3 separate regions of the Mus musculus genome follow, and all the other regions are linked to region 1. Evidence: chromatin contacts called from public Hi-C data. All regions are on one chromosome and are shown on one strand. Each heading gives the region's core, a stretch centred on a gene start, on an enhancer-like site or on the middle of the called end of the contact. The rest is flanking DNA. Distances are from core to core; before and after follow the strand shown.

What was found. A called contact is a pair of places that touch in the nucleus more often than the background predicts.
Region 2: a contact with region 1 is called in a Hi-C map of the N1E-115 cell line, with 1.7 times the contacts expected there. The contact joins two enhancer-like sites. A contact is called at or near these places in 2 of 484 Hi-C or Micro-C datasets (the N1E-115 cell line and embryonic stem cells).
Region 3: a contact with region 1 is called in a Hi-C map of the N1E-115 cell line, with 4 times the contacts expected there. The contact joins two enhancer-like sites. A contact is called at or near these places in 1 of 39 promoter capture datasets (embryonic stem cells), 1 of 15 datasets of contacts at CTCF or cohesin (embryonic stem cells), 8 of 484 Hi-C or Micro-C datasets (the N1E-115 cell line, embryonic stem cells and reprogramming fibroblasts), 2 of 115 datasets of contacts at active chromatin or transcription factors (embryonic limb bud and stem cell-derived neural progenitor cells) and 3 of 9 other capture datasets (adipose tissue, liver and pancreatic islet).

Annotation. Positions count from the first base shown.
Region 1 is chr13:55,846,524-55,849,704 of GRCm38.p6, forward strand. No RefSeq gene overlaps it. Among named protein-coding and RNA genes, the nearest start is that of Pitx1, 17 kb to the left of the region's middle. Within about 2 kb of position 1,513, at least 24 of the 459 cell types and tissues checked have an H3K27ac peak or open chromatin away from gene starts, as enhancers often do. A contact at or near this core is called in the N1E-115 cell line, where this site is marked.
Region 2 is chr13:56,009,241-56,012,568 of GRCm38.p6, forward strand. No RefSeq gene overlaps it. Among named protein-coding and RNA genes, the nearest start is that of Gm31542, 100 kb to the left of the region's middle. Within about 2 kb of position 1,426, at least 21 of the 459 cell types and tissues checked have an H3K27ac peak or open chromatin away from gene starts, as enhancers often do. A contact at or near this core is called in the N1E-115 cell line, where this site is marked.
Region 3 is chr13:55,671,846-55,674,859 of GRCm38.p6, forward strand. It overlaps Ddx46 (DEAD box helicase 46), which reads left to right. Exons shown (of 23, transcript NM_001282055.1): 19 at 2,096-2,272. Among named protein-coding and RNA genes, the nearest start is that of B230219D22Rik, 20 kb to the right of the region's middle. Within about 2 kb of position 1,321, at least 13 of the 459 cell types and tissues checked have an H3K27ac peak or open chromatin away from gene starts, as enhancers often do. A contact at or near this core is called in the N1E-115 cell line, where this site is marked.

The DNA of each region.
Region 1 (3,181 bases), core at 263-2,762:
TTTCTAGAATCATCCACTATGAAGACCAGGCCTGTTCACTGAGTTTCTTGTGCAGTCCTGCTCCAAAAGGTAGGGACCATTTAACAGCAAGAGGGAGGGTCTGAAACTGAGACGTGGATTGCCTGATGTGAGAGACCCTTTCCCCATGCTTTTAACCACGATAACAATCTCAGTGCGCTAAGGTGTGATGATGACAAAGTGTTAGGTCCAACTGGAATTCTATCTCAGGCCCAGATGTGAGCACTGAGCTAGGCTGGGGTCCCTGAGACACCCTGCCTGCCTTTAGGGGGTTCTGGGACAAGGCATCCACGTCTTAATGGAATGGGCTCTGCTTTTGACTTCTCATGACTCCTCTCCCGTTAAGGTTTCCCGAGAGGGCCGGGATCTGCCTGTTTACTGCCACACTGAGGAATGTCTTGTCTACCCCAGATCTGGATGTTGGGGGTGGGGGAGACAGGGACACAACTGCCGGGACTGGAGGGGACACAGGCTATCTTGATCTCCAGATGAGGTTGTATCTGCTGGAGAAGTTGTTGGGGGAAGGCTTCTTGTCTGGGATCTTGCTTGCTCCCCCCTTCCGGCCCCTGATAAAGAGTCCCAAACACAGGGCTGTAAAGTTGGCCATAAAATCTGGGGAAGAAATGCTGGTGCAGCTGGCTTATCAAAGCGCATCGCAGACTCCCGCCAGGGTCCCTACTTCAAGTTTATTTCTCCTCCTCTGCTTTCTTTCAGAAGGTGTCTTGTAAACAGCTAAGAGGGTCATTTATAAATGTCCGCTGTCTCCCCCTGCTCAGCCCAGGCGTTGCTGCTGCTTTCTGCTGCTCCTGTTAGGTGTAGAGATGGCAGAGAGATGCTCCAGGCACCGAACCCTAGCGACCTCTGTCTGTCTCCCTCCTCCCAGGTGCTAGAAGAGATGAAGCGGTTTCTCACATCTCCACATCCCAAGGAGGGGTGAGTCTCCTCAAGGTAAGTGAGAGCAAACTCTTAGACTCTGGTCCTGCCTAGGGCCTCCCCAAATTTCTGATGTACTGATGGAGGTAGAGGGTGGAGCTGGCCTCATGGCTTAACTCACATGCGCGTCCAGAGTTTCCATATGGAGTGGACTGCAAGCAGAGCTGTTACATTGTATAAAACTCTTATCCCATGATTCCAGGCGACAGGGTTCTGCGAGGAAGCAGGCATGGAACCTGGAGTGCTCTCTTGGCTCTCTCTTCCTTGTTGGATAAAAGACAGCCAGCCTCTAATCTCAAGGGCAGCAGCAGTTCTTTCTGCAGGCAAGCACACTTCAAGATCTTACTGGATCTTTAGGCCGAGCAAGAGATGGATGTTTTACCGATAGAAGGGACAGAAGGCTGCCCATGACAGCCAGAGGGCACACAGCTGCTCGGCCTCTGTTGACCATGATACAGCTGAATTCACTCGTTGCCCCGCCCACTCTTCTCAGCCTGTTCCTTGTTGAGTTTCAAAGAGGCTCATGGGACATAATCTAAACACAGCCCTCAACACCCTGATCCCCCGCCCTCACCTCCTGACCTGTCAAGCCTGTAGCTTCACTATCAGGAGATGAAGCAGAGCAAGGTACTTCCCTGGCTTCGATTCCACTTCCGGTGATGGGAGGGGTGGTGGTGGCTGGGCTCCTGCCAGGGGCGCGGCATTGGACAGAGCCCCTCAAATGGTGAGGGGTAGGAGAGGAAGGCAGGGCCGAGAGGGCTCCAGATTCAGAAGGCGAGTGGGCCAAACTGGGAATGACCGAGGAAGGAGCCTCGCCTGAGTTCTGTTTTCTTGGCCTCAGCCCAGGGCCAGTTCTATAGCCGGCACGGGGTACAAACTAGCCAGTCTTCCTGGGCAGTAGCAACTGCAGCTGGTTTGACCAGAGTGCTCTCCTCTTTCTTGCCTGGCTTTTGTTCCGCATGTTTGTCTGCCCTGTCCCCACATAAAAGTGTTGTTCAGTCTTCCTTCTTGCCCCAGAAGGACTTGGAGGTTCTTGTCCACACAGGCTAGGGGCTTCGTCTAGACTTCTATCCTTGCAAGGTTTCCATGTGCAAAGCTGATTTCATTCTAGGGTCTGATCGTATGTGCAAACAACTTTCTGAGCATGGATTCCCTGTGTTCCAGGAAGACAGCCCTGGACTCCTCCGGGAGAAACAGGCTCTGTGAGGATGCCAGAGCGGCGGAGGAGCCCCTGTTCTCATCCAGGCTCCAACATCCCTTCTTGCTCTCCTTGCCCTTTCCTAGTCTAACTTGCCGTATAGGCTGCTGTGGCAGAGACCCAGACTGAGGTCATGTGGGGGAGGGCCTCCTGTCTGCCTGCTGCCTGTAATATATTTGAATTATCTCCGCAGATGAGCCCTGATTTAGCAAACAGTCTAGAGTAAACCTCAGCTCAAAGACAAATACAATTGACACTGGGCTTGAGTGGTTCAAAGGTTATTGGCACAAAGCTGTCGGCTTTGTTTAACCGAGGGGCTGTATTTATGACGGCGATTCTGTAGTGCCATCCATAACTTGCCAGAGTGAGGTGACGTAGTGAGCCCTGAGACAGCCTATTTACACTGAGCTGAGCTGCTCTGCTGGGAAATGCAGAGGCAATTCCGTTGGGAGCAAGTTGCTTTATGGGACGCTAGCTCGGGGCTGGTGTTAGCATTTGGGATACCAGTTAACCTTGCTGGGGATGGTTAGTCCCTTCTAAGGGGATTGCTTCCTGGGGACATGTACAATAGAGTGAGTGGGAGGAGGGGCATGCAAGGGAGAGAGGAGGGGAGAGGTCCTTTGGGGAAGGTTTGCACGTGTTGATCCGGGTATTTCACTTTGACCCACAGTTAAGGCCCACAGACCCTGGAGTGGGAGTCACCCTGAGTCCCTGGGTCCTGGGACACAATTGTTGCTTGTCTTTCCTGTGTGCTGAGCTAGTTCATGGAGAAGGAACCATGACTCAGTTTTATACTGAAAGAGAGAAATGGGCTTGCAGTGTTGGGCAAGCAAGTTCTACATATATTAAATTCTCTCGGAGGGTGATTGTCCCAGGATCAAACGAGCAAACTGGCCGTAGGAGCCATGGCCTGATCTGACAGACAGAGGTAGACAGGGTGACTTCAAAGTCTAGCCTCTGGTGTGGCTCTTGGGGGAGGGTAGGCAGTTCATATATGCTAAGGGTCTTGTTGTGTGCTTCTTGTATGAACCA
Region 2 (3,328 bases), core at 176-2,675, 160 kb after region 1:
TTACTGGGGGGAGGTGGGGCATTCTGCTCACTGTGCCACAAAGCAACACGGGAATATTTTTTCTTCAGAGAGAGAGGTTGTAGGTTCTTTCTCACCTCAGAACGAGAGAATTAATGGTAGAACAAGTTCCAGAATAGCTTGGGCTTCAGCTGCAGAGTTTTTCTCTAACTGGAGACTTGGCTCAGGTTAGAACCATGGTCAGGGGCACGTGGGCATCCAACAGGGCCTGTCACCAGGACACTGTGACCCTAGCCCATTCACAGGATGTTCCCACATACTATCGTCCAGCCAGCAGAACCTTATACATTTCTGGTGTGATAACCACTACTCTGGCAGGGTGCTTCAGGTTTTGAAATAGTCTCTGCAGCTGCTGAGCTAAAAGGGCTTGAGTTTTAAATGCTATTGGAGTTTAATTAAATTTCAATGTAATCAGATCTAAGTGGCCAGCGGGGGCCATGTTGGACAGCAGAGCTCCGGAGTTTTCTTGGTTTGACCTTCTCTCCTTGTCTGGTCTTCATTTTATTATTGAAAATAGATTTCGTCATAGAGAGCTAAAATGACTCTTTAGCTTTTTATGTGCGTAATGTTTAGAGTTTTAACTTTTGGCTGGGAGACAGAGGCCAGATGGCGTTGGCTAGCTTTAGGCCCAGCAGGAGAGAGAACAGCGTCTCCTCCAGGTGACAAGAGGAAAGACGCTTTCCTTTGGAGACCTTGGCCTCCTCCAATATTGCCCAAGTTAATCCAATCCAGAGGATGCCCGGTGGGGCAGGGTGAATCTGGAGTCCTGGCAGCAAGATGGCAGCCTGGCAAACTTCTTACATGAAAAGGCATTAGCAAGAGCTTGTCTACACCTGGGCCTACTGTATATGACTGGGGTCCTCCCTGCAGCCCCCCACAGCTCCTTGAGATTTGCAAGGTGAAATCTGCGTATTGCAAAGCTCTCTCCCCCCACATGGCTTCTTGTCTCTGCTTCCACAGATGTGTAACACCGTCTTGTTTTAGAATACTGTGTTTATTTTTCCCACCGTTGAGATGCCATCTTACATAAGCCTCCATTTATTCCCATGCCTGCTTGCTTTTGAACCTTCTGAATGAAACACTGCCTGAATGAGGTAGCAGGTACTGGAATGGCTGTTTGGGATTCAAGCTTTGGCTACCCTCTTTTCTCTCTCTGCTGTCCCCCTAGCACATGCATGTCGGCTCCCAAAGCTTCAGAGCGTCTGCTTGCTTATCTCTGCTTATGGTCAACAGACTGGAGTCTCGCTCCAAAAGGGAGCAAGGTCCTGCCCCGGGTTTCTACCTGTCCAGATGAGAGGCTCAGCCCTGCTCTGGAGAGAGTGGTGTGGGAGGGCTGGCTGCTGTCCAGGGTCAGGGAAGAGTGTGCTGCTTGCATGTAAGACACAAATGAGGGATTTAGAGGCATGAAGCTGGTAGGTGTTGCTAGGCAACCTTTCCGTGGGGCCTGGAGGTAATACAATCCCAGGAGCAGCCTGGTAGCAAGGCCTCTTAAGGACAAACGGGACCTTCACTGCCAGTATCTTCCCAGAGGTGGATGGGGCAGGAAAGGTCAGCAGAGCCTTCCATCGCCAAAGCTGTGGGAAAGCTGCTTCCATGGCTCCTTCACAGGCCAGGCTCTCTTCGCTCTTCTTACTTGTGCCCCACTTCACACAGAATAGGATCGGAAGCGGTCCGAGAAATACACGCGCTGTATTAGGACAGACACTGAATAAGAAAACACCGGGACGAGGAAAAAGGAAGCTAAGCCAAGGGTTCCCTGCCAGGGAAGTTATCGGTATGTGTCTGTAGATCTGTGAACATGATGAGGAAGGGCAATATCAAGGTAGCCATGCCTCCTGCCCTGCGGTATGGTAAACGCCGAGGGCACATGCTCCTGGTGGAACAAGGCTGTAAGTTAGACTCTGATCCTCCTAGCAGCCAGCAAGAGGGAGTGCAATTATGAGAGGCTAGGCGTGTCAACAAGGCTGTATTGGGAACAACACAACAGTGGCCTTGTCCTCTTGTCTCAATGTATGTACCCTGCATAGGGTTCCCCAGATCCCCAGCAGCCTCATTTCCAGGCTAAGGTCATGGTGTCAGCCTAAATATCCAGGTGGGCTGCTTACTGTGAGGAGTTTCCGCCCTCTTTGGTGTAGCCCATGCACCTTGTGCTCTAGGCGAGAGCATTTTCAGCATTTAGAATGCACTTTGTTCTCCTGACTTACTGTTAGAGCCCTGGGTGTATTTTAGTGTGAGTTCTTTATTGATAGCATCTCATTCAATTCTTTCAGCCACACTGTGAGCTTGCCTTCTCTTAGCCATTGTCAACCTGACACAGACTGGGGTCACCTTAGGATGAAGTCTTAATGGGAAGATTGCCTAAATCAGACTGCCCTATGTGTATGCCCGTGGGGATTGTCTTGATTGTTGTCAAAATAGGACGACTCAATCCACTGTGGGCGGCACCATTCCCTGGCTAGGTGGTCCTGAGAAGTAGAGCTGGCTGAAGGTGAGCCCGTGAGAAAGTTAGTGAGCCAGCCATCAGGCAGTATTCCTATGTGGTTTCTACCTCCCGCTCTTCCTTGAGTTCCCACCCCAGTTCCCCTCAGTGATGAACTTGAACTTGAAAGGAGCCAAATAAACCCTTTCCTCCTTGCAAGTTGCTTTCTGTCAGAGTGCTTCATCACAGCAAGAGAAAGGAAGCAAGAACAGGCATGTGACAACTAAAGGAAGCAGAGATAGAGGGAGAGACTGCTGAGTAATTAATTCAGGTCCTACAGCAGCACAATCTACTGTTTCTGCCCCATTGTTAGGAGTTCTGTATGGGATCCTGCCTTGCTAGCAGACCCATAAAGTATTTGATCCTCTAGCTGCTGGCATCTCAGTGGGAGGCACGTTGTAATTATTGCTTACTTCAGCGAAGGGGTAGGACCGTCTCTTCACCCCATGGAGATAGGATGAGCAGACACTGGCATCCCACGGCTACCCTTTTGATTACGTCTTGACTGACTCATTCAACCAGTATTTTCTGGGTACATTGGTTGCTAAGTGGTGCCCTTTAGCATCCCTGACCTCAGGAGACTCAGAGTGAAGCTGAAGAGGGTAAGAGAACCAGTTAACAGCAGCAAAAATAAGGATGCCAGCAGGTCACATAAATCCAGACCCTATGCTGTGTCATATGTCCTGGACCCCCAAGTCCTTCTTAGCACTCACCCATGGGCTTACTCTAAGTGTTTCAAGCCCACCAAGAGCCCAGAATGCAATGTTCCTTTGCAGAAGTTATCCAAACACAAGCAAGAACAACCTCCTTTTTCTTGTTCCTAGAGGTGAA
Region 3 (3,014 bases), core at 71-2,570, 170 kb before region 1:
GGCACACTCCTTTAATCCCAGCACTGGGGAGGCAGAGGCAGAGGGATCTCTTGAGTTCGAGGCCAGCCTGTTCTACAGAGTGAGTTCCAGGACAGCCAGCGCTACACAGAGAAACCCTGTCTTGAAAAACCAAAAAAAAAAGAAGCTAAATGCAGACCATTTCATTGGAGAAGACAGCCACAACATCTGAGCTGCTCTGAAGAGGGCAGCTCTGCGACCTCCGTCATGGTGCCTCAGCTCATTGTGGGCAAAGCTGGTTTTTGTTTTGTCCTTTGTGTTTTTGTAGTTCTGTTCTATTAACTTGATGGGGTGTGTGCGTGCGTGTGTGCGTGCGTGTGTATGCGTGCGCGCACCGTGGCATGTATGCGAAAGTCGGAAAACAGTGTGGTTGACTCAGTTCTCTCCTTTCCTGTAGATCCTGGAGCTCAGGCTCAGGTCACCAGGTTTCTTTTTTGTTTGTTTGTTTGGTGGGGGTTTTTTTGGTTTTGGTTTTGGTTTTTTTTTTTTTTTTTTGGTTTGGTTTGGTTTTGTTTTGTTTTTGTTTTCAAGACAAGGTTTCTCTATGTAGCCCTGTCTGCCTTCTGAGTGCTGGGATTAAAGGCATGCACCACCACGGCCCTGCTAGATCACCAGGTTTCATGGCAAGTGCCTTCACCCCTCTGAGCCACCTCACCAAGCCCTGTTGAAAGACATCCTTTAAAACAAAAGACGTGCCAGGCGTGGTGGTGCACGCCTTTAATCCCAGCACTCAGGAGGCAGAGGCAGGCAGATTCTGAGTTCGAGGCCAGCCTGGTCTACAAAGTGAGTTCCAGAACAGCCAGGGCTATACAGATAAACCCTGTCTCAAAAAACAAAAACAAACAAACAAAACAAAAGATGTGGAAGCTGGAGAGATGACTTGGAGAAGGCGCTTGCCATGTAACCCTGGCCACTTTTGAGTTCTCTCCCCAGAACCCATGTAAGGATGGGAGGAAAAGCCAGCTCCACCATGTGTCCTTTGAGACGCACACACCCACACATCAATAGCAAGCGATCTGTCGTTTCCTGTTTTGGTGAGAGTATAGCTAAGTATCTATGGTTCGCATGACTTCTGAGAATTGAAGGCTTCACTGTTGCTCTTGCTCATAGGGAAGCCAGTCTTCATTTCCTTATCCCTGTCTTTGTTTATTTGTTGGACTGGGAGTTGTTACGTAGCCTGCCCTGGCCTCCCAACTGGTGATCCTCCTGTCCCAGTCTCTGGAGTGCTGGGATTAGAAGTACATGCCACTACATCAACCCATTTTTCTTCATTCAAAAAAATAGGCCAGGGATGTGGCTCAGTTGGTAGAGTGGTTGCTGGTCTGATCTCTAGCAGTGAACTGAGTGCGGTGATGCAAGCCTGTATCCCCGGTAGCCCCTGCACTTGGAAGACGGGGCAGGAGAGTCAAAGGTCAAGATCTGGGCTGCAGAGGTGACTGGTTTAAAGCACTTACTGCTCTTCCAGAGGGCCCGGGTTAATCCCAGCATCCACATGGTGGCTCACAAGCATCACTAATCATGGTCCCTGGGGATCCTACGTCCTCTTCTGACCTCGTCAGGCCCCAACCATGTGAAATACACCAGGCATGGTGCACAGACATATAAGCCCTCAAAACTCACATAAATACAATGTACAAAAAAAATTTGTTTTGTTTTCCGAGACAGGGTTTCTCTGTGTAGCCCAGCCCTTGCTGTCCTGGAACTCACTCTGTAGACCAGGCTGGCCTCAAACTCAGAAATTTGCCTGCCTCTGCCTCCCAAGTGCTGGGATTAAAGGCGTGCGCCACCACCGCCCAGCTCAGTTAGTATTTCTTTTTTTTTAAATATTATTATTTATATATTTATTATAAATTATTATATGTAAGTACACTGTAGCCGTCCTCAGACACCACAGAAGAGGGTGTCAGATCTTGTTACGGGTGGTTGTAAGCCACCATGTGGTTGCTGGGATTTGAACTCAGGACCTCTGGAAGAGTAGTTGGGTGCTCTTACCCACTGAGCCATCTCGCCAGCCCTCGGTTAGTATTTCTAATGCGGTGTTTACTAATCCTTGATTTGTTTTTCTCTCCTGTCCTAGATTGATGAACAGATTGAAAGCATGTTTAATTCAAAGAAGAGAGTAAAGGACATGGCTGCACCCGGCACATCCAGCGTGCCCGCGCCCACTGCAGGCAATGCTGAGAAGCTAGAAATCGCCAAGAGATTGGCTCTCAGAATCAACGCTCAGAAGAACCTGGGCATCGAGTCTCAGGTATTAAGTAATTTGTTCCGAGCCATTGCTGCTGTTGCCGTGAAGATCCAGAAATGGAAAGAGTCTTTTTCTTTTTTAAAAAGCAGGGTTTCTCACAGCCTAGGCTGGCCTTGCATTCTCTGGGTAGCCACGGGGGACTGTGAACTGCTTATCCTCCTGTCTACTTCCTACACACCAAGTTTACAAGTGTCCTGTGTGAAAGTGTGCTTCAGACACTGCTTTCTTTTTTGTTTGGTTGTTTTTTTTGTTTTTGTTTTTTGGTTTTTTTTTTTGAGACAGGGTTTCTCTGTGTAGCCCTGGCTATCCTGGAACTCACTTTGTAGACCAGGCTGGCCTCAAACTCAGAAATCTGTCTCTCTCTAACTCCCAAGTGCTGGGATTAAAGGCGTGCGCCACCACACCCGGCCAGACACTATTTCAATGTAGATCCTTTCCAGGAGTTAAATTGAGCACAAAAAAAAAGAATCCAATACAGGATTCTATGATACTTTCCTTCAGAAGATCTCTGTGTGCCTCTTTTAGAAAACCAATTAGTCATGTTAGCCATGCATGGCTTCTACGGAGCAGTGAGCATCCCGATCCACGGTGCCATGCATGGTTTACATGGAGCAGACAAGCATCCCCAGGCTCGAATCTGAAACTTTGCTTTGGTGACCTGATGCTGAACATGTGTCTTTCAAGCCCCAGTGCTAGGATCACGGCATGGCCCACCACTGTACTGCATGCTTTCAATTGATAATGTCTG